Regions from separate parts of the Mus musculus genome. Here region 1 is linked to region 2. The links are chromatin contacts, called in public promoter capture Hi-C maps. All regions are on one chromosome and are shown on one strand. Each heading gives the region's core, a stretch centred on a gene start, on an enhancer-like site or on the middle of the called end of the contact. The rest is flanking DNA. Distances are from core to core; before and after follow the strand shown. Region 1 holds the start of Usp18 (ubiquitin specific peptidase 18). Region 2 holds the start of 1700072O05Rik (RIKEN cDNA 1700072O05 gene).

Region 1 (5,998 bases), core at 1,589-4,088, 690 kb after region 2:
AATTATTACCACTCAGGCTTTCTCAGCTGCCCCCCGAACATCCTTTCCAGCGGAAAGATCCAGTTCAGGGCACGTGGTTTACCTTCACTACCGTGCTCAGGGGCTGTTCCTCATACCTTGGATTTTGATAACCTCGACTAGAAGACAGCTAGCTGATTTGCAGAACATCTGTCACTTGGGGTTACTCAGATGTTTCTGTGGAAGCAATCAGGGCAAAGGTCGGTGACAGGAGAGTAACAGGAGGGAGCTGTGTCCCTTTCTGTTCACGACATCCTGTTACATTCTGTTCCTCGGAGTGACTGCAGCTGTGCAGACACCAGTGATCTCCACTGCTGCGGGAAGGACACGGCTGGCTTTGTGACTACTTAGTGTTTACACCACTTGCTTTATCTGCAGCCACAACGTAGCATGACATGCGGGATGCTGCCGGTCATTGGTGTGTGTTCCTGGGAAAGTCCTTGGACGCTGTGTAAAATACCCAAGCCTCCCCCACTCTCAGTTTACTCAATTATTCACTTGCATTGGTACAGAAAACCATCTTCTGACTTCCCTCCTATTCTTTGAGCATTTGCCTTTCGGCAGAAAGGGGTCTGCTTAGGTTCCTCTTGTGCTTTTCTTTGCCCCAATCCGGGAAACACCATCTCCCTAAGCATCTCTGGTTTCTTTTGTTTGAGAATAACCACTAGAAGCCAGAAGCCATGTTGCCTCTGAGTGTCATCCATCCATGCACTCTCAGTGGGGCAAGCTAGGGAATGTACGCACACATACACACGCACCCCTCTCTAACTACTCACCGAGAACCACGGATCTATGCGAACCCAGAGCTGCAGGTCTTGGGTCCCATTCTTCACCTTCAACTCTATTCCGGGGCAATTTCAAGCAAGTGACCAGTTCTAAACTGTTGTGGATTTGCTCACTTAATTCTGCTTCTGGGCATAACTAGTCTCTCAGCTCTACCAGTGCCCTCTCACGTGGACCCATTCCTCACCCTGCCCGTGTCTCCTCAACACATGGAACCCCACTCCAGTTCTCTAGGCTCTGAGGCCCAGGCGAGCCACATCTGCTCTATATATGAATGGATTCTCTAACTAGAGTAGGTTCTGACATGGGTGGTGGGCATATTGTCTCTCCACCAAACCACCATCCTGGGTCACTGTGGGGCACTGCTGGAATCTACTTCAGGAATGCTTACCAGCTCAGTCTACCACCTGGTTAGAGCCCTGAACTTTTCTGAAAGGCAAGGAGAGACCAGGGGTAAGAGCATGGAGAGTCCTACTAGGAGTTATAATGGGTTCTTGCATCATCTAGGTATCTCCTGTCCATGATTGACACTAGTCCACTCCGTACTGGTACAAATGCCAATCACTTGCTTCACTGAACAAGCAGGGTTGGGAAAAAAAAGTTGCTTGGCTATAAGGAGCTGTTTGCTAATCACCACTGGGAACAAATACAGTTTGTTCCCTAGAACTCTACAGGTACGATATATTGATCAAACTATCACATTTTATAACATCCTCTTTTCATCCTCCCCCCCCCCCCCACCAGTTTTTGATGTTCCTGTTTTTGGATACAACCAAACAGATAGAAGAAGAAGAAGAAGGAGAAGAAGAAGAAGAAGAAGAAGAAGAAGAAGAAGAGGAAGAAGCTGGTCACATAATTGATTGATTTGCAAATGTATTGGAGACTTAATGTATTTGTCCATGATATGTGCAGATGCCACATTGTCTACCTCAACCACTGATCAAGAGACTTTGTTTTACCCTGAGGGCCATACCCCACTTTCTATTTCCAAACATGGACATCTTGGTTTATTTTCAACAGCTGTGTATAACTCATGCTTCACACACACACACACACACACACACACACACACACACACACACACACACACACACACACTATAGGCAGGCAGACATATTTGTATATCTTACGTTGAACTACAATAGCAAAACAGAATATAGACTCTTCCAGATTTCATAAAGTCCTGGTAGCTTTCGATTAGGGGTATGTATCTCTCTGTCATCTTTGTCCAGTGCTGGGGGTAGGGAGTGGAGGACCCCTCTCAGAACAAGCGCATGGGGAAACCTCATTCTGACTAGCCCAGCAGCTAACAGATCCCCCTCTCCCTCAACTTATAGCCTCATATACAAGATACATCTGTAAAGAGCTAGCAAGCATTTCATGTATGTACATCCCAGAGCCTCCAAACCCGGCTCGGCTTAGACTGTATTTGTTCCTCGCAGAGCTGTACCTTCATGGCCACCTCGTGTGCTAACTGCAATGGTCTGCTATTTTCCACAAATGGTGGGACTGGTCAGAGGTCCCGTTAGAATGTTGCTTTCAGCACTTAGCCATTTGTCGTCCTGAGTTAGTCATAACCTCTTTGATAAAATAAAAACATTTTATCCTATAGAATTGGGGTTAAACGTAGAGGCACAAAAGAACATTGTGCAGATAAACTTATCTTCAGTGTTTAAGGATAAGCCTGGCAATTAACAGAGATGAAGTAAATGTTATCGCTGTCTCCTTACCCCCTGGGGACAGCCTCAGCAAGGGAGTTATCTGCTGCTGGCTTTCAGAGCAGAAGGTACAGCAACTGGGAGTATTTCCAATCTTAACATTGCAGATGAAAAAAGAGAGCGTATCCAGGAGTTACCGGGCCAGGTCCGGCTTGTCGTGTCCTGGTGTAGGCGACTGGACTGCGGGTTCTGTAGGGGCGCGTACAACCGCTCCGCCCGCCCGCCCGGTGCCTGAGTTTCGCTTTCCTTTGGATCTAGGGGAAAACGAAAGCTTGGCGGTGAGGGGGGCGTGGCCAGGCGTGCAGAAGGCTTGGCCGGCAGTGCCAGGGCGGCTGTGCCTAGGGGACAGCAGACACTCCTGAGCTGAGAGGCTGGGAGGCAGCAAGACTGCTCTGCTCCGCGGTGCCGCGTCCTCTTCTGTAGCCCTTTGCAGATGCTGCTCGGTCTTCGCTCTTTGGCTTGACTCCGTGCTTGAGGCAAGTTTGGGGCTAACTTTGAAAGTGTCCTTTATCCGCCAGAACTTTGCTTATACATCTCCAGATGATTAGGAATTTCCTTGGGTTCTGCAAATAGTGGCGGTCTGTATTCTTGGCATGTATATACTGGGCCAATGGATTTGCTTCCCAAGCATTTATATTATTCAGACTGTAGTCGTGATTTATGTTTAATTTAAAAAAGTAATTACCAAAGTGGCTTGTTAAAAATTCAAACAATGCAGACAGATGTGTAGAGTTGTTTCTCTTAATTTGCAACTCAGTATCATTTTTATGTATACTTTATCAGAAACATTTCTAATGGATATCTTTAACATTGCTCTGTGTCTTGCTTCTTGTTCTGTGCCTTTCTAGACCAGTATTTTAACTGATGCGTTGTATGAGAAGTGCGGATTTAGTTAAATAATTCATGGACATTTAGGTTCGGTCCTGTTTTTCCTGGGATAGACGTTTTATCAACAAATATCATTTTTATGCTCTTGTGCAAATACTCAGTCACACGTTAGGAGAAACTCCTAAAATAGAAACCAGCGGACTGAGAAACCGGAGAGATTTTTGTCCAGTATCATAAGTCAGGGTGCTTTAGACCTGTTCCCTGGCCTGTTTTTCCATCTTCTGTAAAGAAAGCTAAATATACCTTTAAGAAAAAACAACAACAAAAACCAAACAAACAAAAAAACACAACCTCCCCCAACTCCCCTGGAAGTCCAAGTTTGTGGTGTTTCAAAATTACAACTTAACTTCATACTTAATATCTTTAGAATTAACTCAAAAAGTGAGGCAAATATTTCAGAACATTTTTAGAATGTTTCCTGTGAAGTGTCCTTTGTGTGTTTGAATACCGTCACCTCCTTTGTTCATAAGAACTAACTGGGCAGAAAGTGGCGTAGCAGATGAGGTGTATGCTCCCTTCTGACTCACTACGCACTAGCAGAAGACTTTAAAAAGAGAGAGAGCTTTTTGCTTGCTCTCTCTCTCTCTTTTTCTTCTTCTTTTTTCACTCTGGAAAACCGTGCTTCATGGTCTTGGCACTTTTACGCAACATGATGTTTATAAGGAAGAAAATCACGTTGTCTCCCAATTGAGTGTATCATGTGACTGGGCTGTGGCCAGAGCCCCAATGGGCACATGAAAGGTGTATCAGCATCTCCAGGCTGAGGGCATGTCTAAGGACAGGCTAATGCATATCATCCCACACCGGCCAGAGGAGCCCCAAGTAGTGTGTTAGTCTGGGTTTCCTCTGGAGAGATCTGATTTTGTCTGTTACAGCACCATAGCTCAGAAGAGGCGAGCAGATTGTTAAGAATGAAGGCAACGCCCAGAGCAGTAGTTCATACCTTTAGAAATCCCAGGGATTTTAGCCCTAGGAAGGCTGAACGAGGCAGGGGGAGTAGAGTTTGGATCTGGTGTTTCAGCTCACACTTGTAATCACAGCATTGGAGGGGGCCGAGGCAGGAGTTTTGCTGAGACTCTGAGGCTAGCCTAAGCTACATAGTGAGATCCTATTTAAAAACACCTGTGCGCAAAAGTTTGAGGCCAGGGGATTTCAATACCAGGGCTTGTCTCAGAAGGTTTGAAGACCAGGCTACTTAGATATTGCTGGCATTGTGAATTTTATCGGGCATTTCTATCTGGGAACTGCTCTCCCCAGACCCCCAATGTGTAACAGCTAGGGAGGGACTCACCACCCAGAATTCCCGTATTGTGTCACTGGCTCGCTAGCTCTTGCTCTCAAGACCCTTGCTGATTCTGTAGCCTGTGGTGGTTATTTCCACCATCTCTCCTCATTGCAAGCTTCAGCAAGGATGGAGGTAGTCTTCTGCTTTGGAGTCAGCATGCCTCGAATCAGTGCATGAGTTTGGGAATGCAGCGTTCTCGGAGCTGGCAGCTGTATGCCTGGTTCAGCCTCATCCTGTCTGCCCACTTGCCCGACCATCGTACATCTCCACTTCCTTCCTCATGGTGCTCTGCCTACCTGCCTGTCCTCCATGCGCTGGCTCTGCTACCCAAGCCTGAGCTGTGTGTGTGCTCTGCCCAGTGAGAGAGCTGCTTCCCTCAGGCCAACGCTAGACTATGTCTGTTCCATCTGTCTGTCCATCCGTCCATTAGTTCATTAGCTATTAACTCTGAGTTCCAGATAATGAACTGATTAGCAGTAAACAAAACCTCACGTATTTGTTCTGCTACCAAAGCAAACTGCCTCCGAGCAACAACCCACCTTCCTCCAGCCTCATACCCTTGCCTCCCCACAAAGTAGTTATCTAAATTTGATTTTTACTTTCTATTTAGAATTTTATTTTTACCATACACAAGTATTGACAATTTTCCATTGACATTAAGTTTGAATATATAGTAAGAAATCAAATAATGTTTTCCAAATTTTTCTCGTGGTGGTGGTGGTAGTGATGTGTGTGAGTGTGCGTATGAATATTTGTGTGTGTTTGTGTCTCTGTGGATGTATGCGTGAAGGCCTGAGGTCACCTTCAGTGTAGTTCCTCAGTAGCTTTCTATATTGTTTTTTGAGACAGGCTCTCCTATCCTGGAGACTATATGCAGGTGTGCACAACTGGTTTTTTTATGTGAGTTCTAGGGGGTCAGACTCAGGTTACAGACTGAGTCATCTCCCCAGTCCTGTGATTGGCTGTTCTGAGCAGATATTTTGTTTTTAAAAGATTTATTTACTTTTGATTTATGTGCCCCAGGGTTTGCCTGCATATGTGTGTGCATCACACAGAACAGGACCCTCAGAGACCCTAGAGCTGGAATTCTGAGTTGCCATGTGGGTCCTGGGTTCTCTGTAAGAGCAGCAAGTACTCTTGAGGCTAGGTCATCTCTCTAGCTCCCTTGAGTAAATATTTGGCTTCTGAGATTCAGCCTGTTGTGACATGTGCTGTAGCCTATCCACAGCCATTGATGAATGCACGTTATCTGTGGGCTGTATAATACAAGCCATGCTGATATGATCGTGTTTCACATGTCTCCAAG
Region 2 (5,957 bases), core at 2,130-4,629:
GAGAGAGAGGGACAGAGAGAGAGAGGGGGGCAGAGAGAGAGGGGCAGAGGCAGAGAGGCAGAGAGGCAGAGAGGGGCAGAGAGAGAGGGGCAGAGGCAGAGGAGGCAGAGGCAGGTAGACAGGTGAAGGCCAGCCTCTGCTACAAGTTCTAAGATAGCCAAGGGCTACAGAGTCCCTGTCTCAGAAATCCAAAGAACAAAGGGAGGGCAGGAGAGAGGCTGTTGGGAGCTGTCCAGAGGAGCCTCTCCCTTGCCAGGGGCCACCTCCATTTGCAGTGAGCCCACCTCATCCAAGGATGGTCGATTCCTCTTCCGAAGTACGACACAGAAGAGGGAAGCCAGCTCTACTGGAGGGAAGTGTGAGATTTGGAAGGCCAGCCTCTAACATGGACACCCGTGACACCATGCCTTAGATCAAAGTTCTTTTACTTCTGTGAGGAACGTATTTTTCTATTAACGATAATCAGCCCCATCAGGCTTTGCCTTCTTCCTTGCAATGATTAGCCCATCACTTCACATTCTTCCATCTGTGACGTTGAGCTCCCATCATTGGGAGGAGATTCAGTGACCACCTCTGTCTGAGATAAAGACAGCTGCCATTTTGATGACAATGTTTGCTAGCCCTGCTAGGGTTCTCCTGCACCCTTTTTGCAAGACTGTGCCTTACAGAGTTAGTTTAGCTTTGTTTATATGTTCCTTTGTGGGATAACAAGACTATTCACTTCAAACAATTTGGGAGTTCTCTGGAATTTCATCCAGGCAAGTATTGAGATCTCCTTGGTGGAAGGACATTTCTTTGGATCCGAAGACAGCAAGCTTTTGTCAAACACAGGGAGATCCCAAAACAGTACCATGGCAACTCTGTACACAAGACCAAGGTAGGACATACAAAGACTTCTTGGTTGGTTGGCACATCTGGAAGCTTCATAGAGGGATGAATGAGACATATTGCTGACATGAAGCAGATGTGGGATTCTGATCAATAGCTCCATAATGTCCTTGGTGACTTCTCTTTGCTAAAAAAAAAAAAAAAACAAAAAACACCCAACATGGGACATTGCCACATGTGGGAACGGGCTGGAGATGTACAGAGCACACCTGTCATTGTCATGCCAGCGCTGGGAAGGCAGGGTCTCACTGGACAGGGAAGTCAAGCCTTATGAACAAACTTCAGGCATGAGAGATCCTGTCTCAAGGGAGTTGGATGCTGTTCACATTCCTTTAATACTCTACTCAGGAGACAAAGGCAGGTAGATCTCTGTGAGTCTGTGAGTCTGGAACCAGCCTGGCCAACAAAGCAAGTTCTAGGTAGGACAGCCAGGGCTATATAGAGAGACTTTCTTAAATGGAGACTCCAAGATAGACAGACAGATAGATAGATAGATAAATAGATAGACAGACAGATAGATAGATAGATAGATAGATAGATAGACAGATAGACAGATAGATAGATAGATAGATAGACAGACAGATAGATAGATAGACAGATAGACAGATAGATAGATAGATATGGGTATTTGTTTATATTTTTAAAATATATACTCAAATATATATCTTAAAATACATAGTGAATAAAAAGTGTTCTGACTTTCTGTTTATTAATGAATTCTTTTCTGGGCTACTTTGGAGCTAGTTTTAGCACATGAACTGTGATGCCATCATAAATGCTGAACTCAAGAAAATCTCTTCCAAGAGTCAGTCAACAGGCGTGCATCCTTCTTCCGGCCCTCAGTGCTGGGTTACATCCACGCACTGTCACACCTGGCTTATGCCCTGCTGGGGATCCCACTCAGGGCTGCGTGTGGCCCAGGCAGGCAGTCTTCTCACTGAGCTACATCCCCAGCTCTGCTCTCACGGGACTTTAAAAGTTATTTGTAACGTTTATTGTGACAAATGCAATGTTATTTGTCAGTTAATGCACACAGAAGATCCCTGAAGGAAATTACTTCCAATTTGCAAGAGACTGTTGCCCTGCTTCTGAGGTCAGAGTCTTGTAAGGGTCTGTGATTCACAAAAGTAAACACAAAGAGCATTTTATTCTGCAGAGGTCCAGCATGCTGGGGTGTCCCATTACCAAGATAGAAAGAGAGACACAAGTGAGCTCACAGGTCTGATTTAAAGCACACTATGGAATTCCAGGGTAGGCTAGGCTACAGCTATAAGTCGGGTCCATCTCTACAGACATTCTATTCTTGGGTGTCGGGGGCTGGAAACTTGCTGGGGGCTGGGGAGGGGGGATGTCTGGAAACTGCTGCTGAGGACATAGCTGAGGAAGTCTGGATTTCTGTGACTGTGGATTTGAACTCAGGTCCTCAGTTTATGTGGTGAATGTCTTGCACACTGAGCCACCTCCTCAGCCCTGAGAGAAGGGCGGTAAGCCATCGTTGAGTAGAAATTTCCTCCCCGAAGGATTGCATCCTGGACGGATGTGCATTAAAAACTCAGAAAGTAAATTAAGTAGGAAGTACAGAGCTCAGAAGTGAATATTATATAATTCACAATGGCCTTCTGCAAGGTTATCTAAGCAGTGATAGCTGCCGAGAAGAATCTCCAACCCCAGAACTCAGGTCTGTGATTCATGAGTTGTTGGCCACACTATGTGCTCCATGGAACACACTCAGACCACCAGGCTTGCACAGTGTGTTCTTTAACCACTGGTCCAGATCACCAGCGTGCTGGATTTTTGTTGGTTTTATTTATTTGCTTATTTATTTATAAACAAGATCTCGTTCTGCAGGCCAGGTTGGCCTGAAATTCACTGTGGTACAAGCTGGCCTTCAACTGACAGGCAGTCCTCCTGCCTCAGCCTCCTGGAGGCTCGGATTACCCACTGTCAGGCATGATTTTTAAATTGTTTCTTAAGTTCTGTCTGAACTCTTACTTGATTACTTATTTTTAGGTGTGTAGACATAGGTTCATGTGTATACATGTAGGTGTGCTGAGCCTGGCATTCGTGTGGAGGTCAGAAGACAACCTAGGGTGTTGCCTTTGCCTTCTCATCTTGCCTTGCCCTTTGCCCTGCAACAGAAGGTGGTCATCCCTGTATTTGTCCCTCCACCCCCTGGAACAAGAGTAAAAGAAGCAATGAAGAGAAGCGAAGGAGCAGAGCTGAGGCGTCTGAGCTCGGCTGGGCATACGACAGAGGATCCATAACAGACCTCTCCTGGGAGCTGCAACATTTCCCTCTGCTGAGGAGGCTGTGTGTGCCTGGGTTGCCATGTCTCAGGATGCTCCTTCCACTGAGACACCGTGCTCCCTGCTGCCATGTTGGTGACAGCAAGAGCTTTATGTTTGTGCTGTCACGCACGCTACTCACATCCCTCCCCTTTGTGACTCACTCACCTGATTCTCCCAGTCTCTAAGCCTAGAATCCAGAGCGCAGGCAGGGGACCTCCTGGAAAGGGTGAGAAAACTGACTTCCACCTGCTGCAGTTTTGGGTCTGTGCGTCACCATAACCCTCAAGCTAAAACACCGGACCCGGCCAGCTGGGGAAAAAGCATCTAGCATGGCTCTGATCCTCATACTCAGAGCACATGATGCTGAGGTGAACACAACCAATCCCCTTTTGCCCTTGGTGCTGGGCCTGTGGGATCTAGTTTTGCTCTCCGGAGTCTGTGCTTTGCCAGGGCCACGGTCTTGGAGTGACAGGCAAGCGACAGGATTACTCGAAATTACTCTCTGCATTACTCGAAAGCTCCTGGACTACAGTTGCTCCGGAGCATAGGCTGGCAGAGGTCTCCCCTGTCCTCCTGCTGCTCTGAAGTGTACTACCCTTCTCTCAAGAAAAGCGTCTGGAGCCAGGCAAGGGTGGGGCACACCCTCATTCCCAGTACTAGAGGCTGAGGCAGGTAATGCTCTGTGAGTTTAGGGCTATCCTGATCTACAGAATGAGTTGCAGGATGGCCAGGGCTACACAGTGAAACCATCTGGTTGAAATTCCCCTTTCTGGCTTTTTTTTTTTTTTTTTTTTTCAGGAAAAAAAAAGTTGCTTTTTTGGGTCATAGTTTTTTATCACAGTAACATAAAGAAACTAGTGCACATCCTGACCCATGTCTGCTTTGTCACCTCCCTCAGGAGACAGATAAGTTTCCCTCAATGTCCTGCTCTGATCAAGAGCAATGGAGGGGGGAGGAGGGAGACATTGCATGGTGACAATAGGTCATTTTATTCTATGCTTTCCCCCAAGAATAGAAGCCCAACAGGCTGTTCCATGATATACATACTCAGCCCAGTCTTTAGGCATGGCTCAATGGAGTCACTGTACAGAAACATACAGCTTAAACTACTTAATAAAAAAAAATAACTGCAGGCATCTTGATTATAGAGACAATAGGAAGTATGGGCCAACGTAGACAGAACAATCAGATAGGGTGCATGGTATAGAAAACACAGAATTACCTTTACCTACTACTCCAGGACTTGGGCATGGAGTCTCAGGAGTAGGAACGCTAGTCTAAAGGAGACTGGAAAAAGTGGGTCCTTTGTAAGACAAAGATTTAAGTATCAAACATAAGTGCAACAGCGGAGTCAATCGAAGCTTTACTGTTTGGGACTGAGAGGGAACACTGAGGCAGAATGTCCTTTTGGATAAGAGACATGTGGGATTATTAATGCTGTGGGTAAAGAGACAACGGCATAACAAAGTCTTTGAAGACAGTTCAGGCTCACATGGCCAAGCAGAAAGGGCTGTCTCACAGGTTTTCAAAGATCGGGGGAGGTCCCATGCCAGGAGGTAGACAAGTTGTCCAGACTACAAGCTTGTAATCAGGTTGTCTCTCTGACTCTAAGGCAGCACTGGGACTGGGATGTGGTGTGGTGGGGGGAGGGACAGTTCTTGAACTCCTGAGAGGAATGTGAAGAACACCAACTGGGAAGACTCATTTAATTAACTTAACGGACGGACCGGACGTTATGTGGGATGTGTTCTGATAACCTCTAACAGTATGGAGTTATCAGCCTGGGGCCTGTATGCAGAATCAACTGTGAGGGTGCAGAGAGATGCAGCTGCAGATGGGTGTGACCTGCCTGCCTGGTCTGAATTCTAACCCTTGTGAGGAATGAAGAGAACAGGGTGTGGGGGGGGGTGGGGGCAGTTAGTAAGAATGGGGAGAGGCCACAGAGGTGAGAACAGGCATTTCTTTAAGGGATCCATCCTTCCTGATGGCTCAGTAGGGCTAGAGAAGAGGAAAGCATGAGGGAAGGTTGTCACTGAAGTTGGCTGCTATGGAAAGGTGGTGGTTGTGTGAAGGAAATAAACTGAACGGGAACGAGTAAGGTGTTGCAGTAAATCCCCACCCCAATAACCCCATGAAAAGAACACACGATTCAGTTGTAATATTTATAAGCTTCACGCCTAGATTGGGCAGATCTACCACTGCAGTACCGTATTCCCCAGCTACGAGATCCCTTGTTACATGACGCTTCTCCAGGCCACGTGATTCTGCACCATCTTCCTTCCACTCCTCTTCCTCTGCCTTCCTCTGTCTCCTCCATCTCCTCATCTCCCTCTCTAAAACCTCCACCCCCACCTTTCCTTTCCACTGCCCAATCACAAGCTCTAGCCTTTATTTGACCAGTTAAAATGGGGAGAAGGTTCACATGAAGTCACCAGATAGATAGATAGATAGATAGATAGATAGATAGATAGATAGATGTACGTATGTATATAGTCACAGAGAACCCCGAACTCAGAGGAAAAAGATAAATGATCTATAAACACTGATTCTTTCTTTCTTCAGATGGCCAACAACCCACCTTCTGCATCCCCTCCTCTCAAGTATTTTCCAGGATACTGGGGCTTCTTTGGTCTTCAGATCTTTTTTTTTTTTTTTTTTTTTTAAAGATTTATTTATTTATTATATGTAAGTACACTGTAGTTGTCTTCAGATACACCAGAAGAGGGCACCAGATCTCATTACGGGTGGTTGTGAGCCACCATGTGGTTGCTGGGATTTGAA

What was found. Promoter capture Hi-C pulls out the DNA fragments that hold promoters and counts their contacts.
Region 1: a contact with region 2 is called in a promoter capture Hi-C map of pre-B cells, with 2.6 times the contacts expected there. The contact joins the promoter of Usp18 here to the promoter of 1700072O05Rik in region 2. A contact is called at or near these places in 5 of 39 promoter capture datasets (embryonic stem cells, liver, pre-B cells and 1 more).

What each region holds. Positions count from the first base shown.
Region 1 is chr6:121,243,068-121,249,065 of GRCm38.p6, forward strand. Usp18 (ubiquitin specific peptidase 18) reads left to right here and starts at 2,839. Exons shown (of 11, transcript NM_011909.2): 1 at 2,839-2,995.
Region 2 is chr6:120,551,417-120,557,373 of GRCm38.p6, forward strand. It overlaps 1700072O05Rik (RIKEN cDNA 1700072O05 gene), which reads left to right and starts at 3,380. Exons shown (of 4, transcript NR_045733.1): 1 at 3,380-3,544.